Linked DNA regions of Mus musculus: regions 2 and 3 are each linked to region 1. A link is a contact called in public HiChIP or PLAC-seq data. All regions are on one chromosome and are shown on one strand. The core of a region is the stretch at or near the end of the contact, and the rest is flanking DNA. Distances in the headings are between cores, read along the strand shown.

What was found. HiChIP or PLAC-seq counts read pairs in DNA pulled down with a chosen protein or histone mark.
Region 2: a contact with region 1 is called in an H3K27ac HiChIP or PLAC-seq map of extraembryonic endoderm stem cells. The contact joins the promoter of Gramd1a here to the promoter of Lsr in region 1. A contact is called at or near these places in 4 of 39 promoter capture datasets (the C10 cell line, the HPC-7 cell line, cranial neural crest and 1 more), 1 of 15 datasets of contacts at CTCF or cohesin (embryonic stem cells), 1 of 484 Hi-C or Micro-C datasets (embryonic stem cells), 3 of 115 datasets of contacts at active chromatin or transcription factors (embryonic stem cells, extraembryonic endoderm stem cells and pancreatic cancer cells) and 3 of 9 other capture datasets (adipose tissue, liver and pancreatic islet).
Region 3: an H3K27ac HiChIP or PLAC-seq map of embryonic stem cells shows a contact between it and region 1, with 27 read pairs. The contact joins the promoter of Ffar2 here to the promoter of Lsr in region 1. A contact is called at or near these places in 17 of 39 promoter capture datasets (the C10 cell line, the HPC-7 cell line, cranial neural crest and 8 more), 7 of 15 datasets of contacts at CTCF or cohesin (CD8 T cells, the G1E-ER4 cell line, embryonic stem cells and 2 more), 97 of 484 Hi-C or Micro-C datasets (8-cell embryo, B cells, CD4 T cells and 36 more), 25 of 115 datasets of contacts at active chromatin or transcription factors (DN3 thymocytes, acute myeloid leukemia, embryonic stem cells and 8 more) and 4 of 9 other capture datasets (adipose tissue, embryonic stem cells, liver and 1 more).

What each region holds. Positions count from the first base shown.
Region 1 is chr7:30,971,961-30,974,916 of GRCm38.p6, forward strand. It overlaps Lsr (lipolysis stimulated lipoprotein receptor), which reads right to left and starts at 1,509. Exons shown (of 10, transcript NM_017405.2): 1 at 1,120-1,509; 2 at 1-252. The coding sequence starts at 1,213. It also overlaps a transcript of Fam187b not described here.
Region 2 is chr7:31,149,782-31,152,737 of GRCm38.p6, forward strand. Gramd1a (GRAM domain containing 1A) reads right to left here and starts at 1,390. Exons shown (of 19, transcript NM_027898.4): 1 at 1,115-1,390. The coding sequence starts at 1,122.
Region 3 is chr7:30,819,796-30,822,751 of GRCm38.p6, forward strand. Ffar2 (free fatty acid receptor 2) reads right to left here and starts at 1,397. Exons shown (of 3, transcript NM_001168510.1): 1 at 1,312-1,397; 2 at 882-943; 3 at 1-319. The coding sequence starts at 318. It overlaps Gm32236 (a long non-coding RNA gene), which reads left to right and starts at 626. Exons shown (of 3, transcript XR_881940.2): 1 at 626-754.

The sequences.
Region 1 (2,956 bases), core at 259-2,758:
TGTCCTGGCACTCCACATAGGGGTTGTAGCCGGGGTTGCCAGCCGCCAGCTGGGCGTTGAGCTGGTTGTCCACGCTGGCAGGGGAGAAGGCGTCGGCAACACGGTCCCGACAGAACGACTTATACTTCCAGATCACGATAGGGGCTGTGAGGGTATTGCTCATCTGGTAGGTGCAGTGTAGTGTCACTGGCTGGAACAGGATCACTACGTGGTAGGGGTCAGGCACGGTCACCTGGATGGCACTGGCACGGTCTGAGAAGAAGAGTATAGTCAGCAGGGATAGATAAACCCAGGGAGGTACCACAACAGCAATGAGCCACACCACTTAGACAGTATATGCAGTCTTTCAGAGCACCTAGCATATTGTTCCTTAATCCCCGAGACTGGCGAGGCAGATCTGATAATCATGCCCATTTTATACACCTCCGGGGCTGAAAAGTGGTAAGTATGTAGCCATCCGGGCTAGGTCCCTAGAATATTCTGTCCACATCCTCCTACCCAGAGACTCTTCAAAATGCACATCCAAATGTAGATGGAACCCCTAGGCCCCCACTTAAGCTAACATTCAACAATCTAGGCGGAAGATGACTTAAGGTTCAAAAGTCCATTCTACAGATACCAGGGATGTAGGTGGGGTGGGGAGTCCCCAATTCCACACCCACTCCAAGCCAGGGCACTGTTTCTCGAGCTCTTGGCCTGATCCAGTCCGGGAATGACCTCTCCCCGTTACCCCAACACTTAGAAATCTTGAGGTGCGTCCAAGATCCCAATGGCAGGCCTATCTCACGATCGGGAGGCCTTGCTCCTGACCACAAAGGGTCCCCTTCTCCATACAGCGCTCAGCCTTAAGATCCCCAGAGTTTTCACTTCCTGTTATCTCCGACAAAGGCGGAGGACCGGACTGGGCGCCACAAGAAACTCCCTTCCTTGGGCACACAGGGGTCTCCTCAACCAGGCGGGTTCTGGAGATCTTTAATCTGCACTCCCGCACCAACCATCACTCACGACTCCCCACCACTTGGTTTCGGGTCCTCCAAGGCCGGTGAGAACCACAGCCCTCCATCCACCTCCGGTAGCGCCCTCCCGCCGTCCCACAGCACCAGGGACCCCAATCCTTACCTGGGCAGTAAATGATGAGAAAAAGACACACGAAGATCGTGGTGGCCGGGTGGGAGCCAGGCGCCCCAGCACACGCGCTGGCCGCCGGCGCCATCGCGGCCGTCTAGCAGCGACGGTGCCCGCGCGTCCCCTCCCAAGTATCCAGAGAGTAGGGGGCGCGGCGAGCACCAGGGCCGAGAAGGGTGCGTGCTGCGCCCGGCCCCTATTCCAAGTCCATTTTCCTCGCACTGGGGGAGTTCTAACCTACAAAATGAACTTGGACGAAGCTCATGCCTTCGGCTTCCCGAAGACAACTGACCCGGCGCGCGGTGGCTCTCTGGGTCACTCTACCCCCTGCGCACTCCCGGGAATGGAACCGCCCAGGTACACAAGGGTGGGAGCCCGGGGGCTGGACTTGGGGGTGGGCGGCGGGGGCGGGCCTTGCGGGCCTCCCTCCCCGGAAGTGGGCTGACTCAGGTGCGCTCCTGCCTCCAGGGCCTGAACCAAGTGACCGCTTTGCCAGGAGGGCGTCTGCACCATAGGCGACCTGTGCAGCCACCTGTTGCTCTAGTCAAAGTTGAAAGGACTGAACTCCCTGAGGACAGAGACCCTCTGGGCGTGCTCCACCTGCCGAGAGGGGCCGGGCCTTGTGCGCACCTGTTCGCTGCTGGTCCACACCCCTGTCCCGGGAGCCGATGGACCCGCCTAGGTGCGCCCTGTAGGGAGGTGCCAAGCAGAGCCAGGTCCCAGCTGCCAGGGGAATGTCGGTGACGCAGCCTGCCTTCCCACTCTCGCCCTGGTGGGGGAAGTGCTGCGGTCTTTCTGGGCTCCACATTTGAATGATTCGAGGAATCAATGAGGTCGCACTAGAAAAGATGCTCTGGCCCCCTAGGGGACGCTCGTGGGGACTGCACCTCTTAAAAAGTTGCAGTCGTACTTAGGCAGTTTCCCTACTTCCCTTATTTCCTAACTTGTGGTTTCTTTTCCACCTCCCGCTCGGGTATCCCTCGCTCTTGGTCAGGCCTTCGAAGTTCTGATGATTAAAGGCTCTGAGCCAAGACTGGAGACCAACAGATCTGTTTCGGATCAAAGGTTCCCAGGCCTCACCTGCACCCCGGGCGCGGCCCGTAGCTCTCCTCCTTCTCAGCGCAACACTGCTGCTCCCTGGTGGCGCCGAGAGGAAACGCATTCTGGGAGACTGAACTGGCCACTGCTTGGTGAGTTGGGAACCTACCATTTTCCTACCATTTTCTTCTCTGTTTTGTAAATGGTGTCAGGTCACATTCTTCTGCTCAGAACTTTGCTGTGTTCCCTCTCAAGCAAAATTCAAAGTACATTGGCCTGATTGACTTTCCCCAGCCAACTTTTCTTAGTTGACTTCAGCCATACTGGCCTAGCTGGTCCTGGATCAGGTTTTCACATATGGCAGGCTTAGCTACCAGAATTCCCTTCCTGTTGCGGACACCTGCTACCATTTCCCCTACGGCCGCTTTTAAAGGCAAAGGCGTCTCATAAAATTTCACCCTGTTCCCATGTGGCTTAAAAATCATGGTTTAAAAAATAGAGGAAATCGCCACTGCCGTCATTTTTACCACTTGTAATCCTAAACCAGTTGCATGTGTTACTTTGTGTTTTGTAGATGTCATTATTATCAATATGTTATCAATACCTAAAACTTGGTCATCATCTCCAACGTAGGAAAAAAAGAATCTGTTTTTGATTAGAACCCACACTAATCACTTTCATTCAACATTTTTACCATCCCCAAAGATAACGTCTTCCACGTAGAACTCTTGAGAGTAGAATCTCAGCATATACCCCAGGGCAGGCTTATCCCCAACTTCTCTCGCCCACTTTC
Region 2 (2,956 bases), core at 140-2,639, 180 kb after region 1:
GAAAACCACAAGGGGTCTCTGTCTCTTTCAACAGACAAAGCCACAAAGGGTCTGAGAGACAGAGACAATCTCCCACACACACCCAAGGCATGCAACAATGCCACATTTGGATACACTGGGACTTTCCCACAGACGGAATCAGAGGTAAGTGAGCCACCCACAGGGCCCAGTGACACCACACTGTCACCGGTAGACACATGCAATTTCTACTTGTTCACGGAACCAAAAGACATCCAAATGTGGATGTCAGGCGCACAGCAGCTGAGCCCCAACCACATGCACACATACTCAAATCACAATGAGAGCTCACGGAGGTAACTCACAGACGTAATTCATGGTGAATTATAGGTACAGTCAGCCAAGAGACTGAAGCGGAATGCTGTACAAGTCACAATGAGGCACAAGCTCAGAATGTGTGATTTGCACACGGTGCCACAAAGAAAATGAGACACGTCTCACACACAACCACAGTGGGTCCAAGAGCACCAGATGCACTCGACCTGGGTGGTAGCCATCACACAGAAGATGATAGATAACATACAGACAGCCACACAACATTGCCCCAAAGAATCCCAGCTGTTACACACACACACACACACACACATACACACACACACACACACACACCACGCTGAGCACAATCACAAACGGAAACCCGCAGGCACAGGTGACCAGGCAGGAGTGGCGGGGGCGGGAGGGGGGCAGAACACACCCGACCCCCACCCCGCCGAGATCTCAGGCTCAAAGAAGCTCCTTTTCCCCAGCCCCCACGACAAACGGGGACCACCGACCGGAGGATCTGCGGGGCCTGCCCAGTAATGGGGATGGGGGGTGGGGCTGCTCGCGGCCCTTTCATCTGGGTGTTGGGTCAGGGCTCCCCGTAGGGGGACGATCAGGGCCTAGAGGAGCTCCCCGCTGCCCATATGCGTCCCAGGCCGGTAGTGACGCCCCAATCTTGGGTCTCGCCGCCAGGTTGCAATCCCTCACGTGTACCCCTTCTGGTCCCCAGCGGGGTCGCTCCTACATGCACCAGCTTGGAAACCCAGCTCCGGCCCTCTGCCGCAGCCCGATCGCACCACCGTCCCCGCTTCCCACCCCGAGGCCCGGTGCTTACTCGAACATGGATGCGGCGCCCCGGCTGCAGGGCAGGACCCGGCCGGCTGCTCTGAGATGGGCCTCCCGGGCCTCGCCTGCCTCGGCCGCCGCCTCCACCGGACCCTGCCACCCGCACAAAAGGCCGGAGCCGCCGGAGGCCGCCTCGGCGTCAGCGACACCCCCTTCCTGCTCCCGCCCCGCGCGTCACGGCGCCGCCCCCGCCGGGAGGGGGACATGGACGCGAGCGCGGGCCTAGGCCTAGGATGGCTGGGGAAAGAGTCCGGCTGGGAGACAGAAGAAAATTTTTATTTAAAATGAGCAGCCTGGGCGGGGCGTGATAGCGCACGCCTCACATCCCAGAGGCTGAGACAGGAGGATTGGCATGAGTTCGAGGCCAGCTTGGGCTACATAATGAATTCCAGGCCACTGGAATGCAGAGTGAGAATTTGTCTTCAAAACAAATGAGCAAACAAGTTTAAACACCCTGGGCTTCTCCCCTGGACCCAGAAGAGTCTCTGAGAAGTGGGATGGAGGTGGGTGACAGGCTGATGCTGGGAAGAACTGGCCTGGGGCGGAAGTCTGGGGGTGGGGTCGGGGAACCACAGCTGGAGGGTGGAAAGCCTCTTCCCGTTCTCCCCACCCAGCCTCAGAACCTCAGTTCCTGCCTTAGAAGCGTTCACTTTTCCGCGCGCGCGTGTGTATGGAGACTTCCCCAGCCTAATCGTGCAGACCACGTCAGATTCCAGCCCACCCGGCTCCTAGCAGTGCTGTGTGCGCTTGGGCAAGTCCCTCAGGCCTGGGGAGCCCCCTGCTCCCAGGCAAGGGGTTTCCCCCAGAACAGCACAGGGGCAGGGCTCATCAGCGTTTTTGATACTGGGAAGCCTGCCGAGCCTCAGGACGGGAAATGACCATACATTGCAGTGTAGGACGAGTTCTTGTGCCAGCCAGCCCTGCACCCACCTCTGCAAGCCAGGCGTGGTTGTCGTCCTTGTTGGAGAACACAATGTGAACGAGCCTCTGGCTTTGGGACCCAGCCCAGGGATTTCTCCCCACCCCTCTTCGGCCTTCAGCCTCTTGTCCAGCTACAGTAGGCCCAGTCCCACCTTGTTTGGTTTCCATTCCTATCCCGCTCTGTTACCACTTACAGCCAGAGCTCTAGCCTGTGAATCGCCAAGTCTGGCCAGAGGCCTCTTGGCTTCAAGCCCTACCCTGGCTCCACCTCATTCCTTGTTTTAAAAAAAAAAGTGCTCATCTTGGTGTCCAGAGCCCTCCTGATTGGGCCCCTTCCACCTGTCTGTCTAACTGGTTCCTCCTTAGCCTCCTGGTTGATTATCCCAGGTGTCAATCTACCCCCCTGCTCATCCCACCTGCCTCCGGCCTCAGGACCTTTGCACTGCTATCCCTTCCACAGGAGGAAGCTCGCTCTTCTTGCATGGCTGCCTTCCATCTTTCTGTGTTGCTCTTTTTATACGTCCGTAGCTTGTTTACTCTTAGAAAGACATTTACTTCGGTGGTGAGGGCTTGGGTGGGTTGGATATCATTATATAGCCTGGGCTGGCCTCAAACCTCAGTATGTAGCTGAGTCAGGGCTCGAATTTATGAACTTGCCTCAGCCTCCTAAATGCTGGGATTACAGGCAGGAACCACCAACCGCACAAATTTTTACATTTTTACTTAGTGAATATTCATTTCAAATAAAAGTGTATAATGGCCATCTGTGTCCTCACCATAAGACATAAGAGGTTCAGTATGCATAAAAAGCCTCATTAATTTCGTTAAAGGTTCTGAATTGTTTCTAAGGACAATGGAAAGTCATTAAAGTATTTAAGTGGAAGGCCATTGTGCTCAAATTTGCATATCA
Region 3 (2,956 bases), core at 147-2,646, 150 kb before region 1:
TTCCATGCTGATGCCCGCCAGCAGCCACGTGCTGCAGTAGATGCTGCTGTAGAAGCCGAAGCCTGTCAGCGCGCACACGATCTTTGGTAGGTACCAGCGGAAGTTGGATGCTGCTTCCACGATCCGGAAGGGCAGCAGCAGCAACAGGAGCAAGTCCGCCAGGGTCAGATTAAGCAGGAGGATGTGCACAGGGGCAGGCTGAGGCTGGCGAACCCGGCCCATGAAGGCCCGCAGGGCCAGCAGGTTGGCAGGGAGCCCAGTAAGAAAGATGAGGATGTAGGCCGTGAGGATCAAGGAACTGTGCCAGTCTGGGGTCATTCTGGAAGATGGGGGGAAAGGTGTAGGGTCAAGAGCTCCCCACCTGCAGTGCACACAGCCTGCAGACCCTCTTTCCGGAGAGTTCTGACTGCTCACATCCTCTCTGGTTCTCTCCTGTCCTCAGTCCAAAGCTGTCTGCTCTTCACCACCGCTTGCTCAAGCCACCTGCCAGAACTGCCCAGAGCAATTATTGACTTAGCCTTGGGCGGGATATTAAGCTGCAGTTATTACGTTTGCCATCCTGTGTCTCTGGGGGAGACCAAGTTGACTTCCCACGGGAATTTCCCCTCTGCTTTCTAGGGCCCCTTTCCTCTGTAGCCTCACAGGTAATAGGAAGTAGCTGTGATCGGTTCCCTTTCTTGCTGCTGACTGTGGCTGGGGGCTAAAGCCTGGTGGGAGAGAGGGGAAGGCAGCCATAGAAGCTGGGAAAGATCAGGTAGGTGTGTGTCTCGGGAGAAAAAGGAAACTTCCAGAAGGCAAACCAACCCTGCTAACCCTCGCTCTCCTCAGCTTCAGGTGCCCACCCCCTGCCACCTCCCCAGCCTCCCAACCTGTCAGCTTACCTCCTTGGGCAAGTTCAGGGGTTTCTTCTACCTGGTTCTCCTCTGGTCCAGTGCTGTGGAACCTACCAAAACCGGGGAGCTAGGGTAGCCAGTTCCTTGCTCTATGGCTTGTCCCCCCCAACCTCCAAATTTTAGATACACAGCCCAGAGAGCACAGGTGGCTGGCTTAAGCTTGGTGCTTTGACTGTATCCAGGACTCCTCCTCTACAGGAGGTGACTTTGTTTCCACTTGGTTAGTAACTCTTGCTACAAACGAATAGTCACTCTCTCCCGGTCCTTTTCATTTCAAGGTCTATGGTTCCTTACACCCACCTCCACCCTCAGCCTCCGGGTCTGTGTTCTGACAGACATCCTGCAGCCTCCTCCTCACCCCACAGCTGCTCCTCAGATCCTCTCCCCTGCGTGCACACACCACACTGGCTTGCCTTGCCTGGTTTCAGAGAGAATGTTTCTTGGGGGTTCCTGGTGCAAGAGGAGTTTTAGCAATTATTGCAGCCAATTTCATACAGAAAAAGGAGGGGGAGCCAAAAATCATAAGGAACTTGGTTGGTGGGAAGATCTTATACTAGCATGGGTCACATGACCAGAGAGAAAGAGGCAGGTCAGTAACTGAGCAGTATTTCCTCTCAAACCCAAAGGGGGGGTGGGGGTGGGGGGCGGGGGGGTGCTGCGGCTCTGTCCTCTCCCTGGAGATCTGTTCTATTCCGATTTTGACAGATTTTTCTGACCCTACTTCCTGTCTCCCTGCCCCCAAACCCTGAGACACTGCCCCCCTCCTATCCTCCCACCTGCCTCTCCACCCGCTCCCACCCTCACCCCCTACCCCTGTCAGCTCCTTTTCTGTCTTCTGATTGGCTTCTTCAGAGCAATGTCTAGAAGGTCAATGTCATTCTCAGAACGAGGCTTCCCGTTTCCTGTGATTCCTCCCTTGTCTAACTTCTTTGTGGTCTCCTGGTGTCCACCCCAAGTTTCCTTCGGCCTTGTTGAGACAGACTGGCTTTCCCTAGCTTGTGTCTTGTTTTTTGGTGCACAGTTGGCCTGCTGCGGGCTGCCATCCAAGTCTCTGCACTGGGAACTTTGGGTCAGATCAGATTTTATGAACTTTCCTTTCCTTCTGCAAGCGAGCATGGGAATCCTAACTGCACTGCACATCCAGGGCCATCCAGTGAGGCTGGAGGCATGAGGCATCAGGGTCAGGGCCCCTGGTGCTTCCCTCAAGCCTCTGACACCTTCCTAGAAGGTGAAAGTTAGGAGTGGGGCCATACATAGGCCTGAATCCTAACTACTCTACAGGCTAAGGCCAGCTAGGCTACAGATGACAGGCAGGGAGGTTCACTCTCTGTAAGGGGTCCCCTGTGGCTGCTCTCAGAAGAGCTGCACGCTCTGCATCCTCCCCTTCCTCCTCCTCTTCTCTCCCACCCCTTGGTTTCTCTATGTCCTCTCCTCTGACCTGTTTAGTTACCTACGAGTTAGCCAGTCTTCCCAAGGCCTCCACAGGGCTGGAGAGATGTCTCAGTGGTTAGGAGCATTGGTTGCTCTTGCAGAGGACCTGAGTTCAGTTCCCAGCATCCACACGGCATGGCGGCTCACAATGTCTAGTTTCAGGAAATTGGACGGTCTCTTCTGACCTCCATTTACACTGATCATACATGCTGTATGCAGACAAAACACTTATATATATTAAAGAAAAATCCCCCAAAACATATACGTGAGAAAACAAGGGCAAGAACATGTTGCCTTCTCCACTCCTTCCCCATTCTTCCTTTCTCCCTCTGTCCCTCCCTTTTGTCTTTCTTTTTCTAGTATTAGAGATGGGTTCTAGAGTCATTTGAATTCTAGCCATGCCCCAGCCCCCTCACGGGGGAATTCTAGGCAGGGGCTCTACCACTGAGCCACGCCCCCAGCCCCTCACTGTCCTCAGACCAGAGTGGGTTGTTTAAAACTTCCAAAGGCCTTCCCCTAGTAACCTACTTATACTAGCCAGGCCCAACCTTCTAAAATCTCCATAGCTTTCAAAATAGTCCTCAGGCAGCTGGGGACCCAGCAGTAGAAACAGGAGCCTGCAGGAGACATTT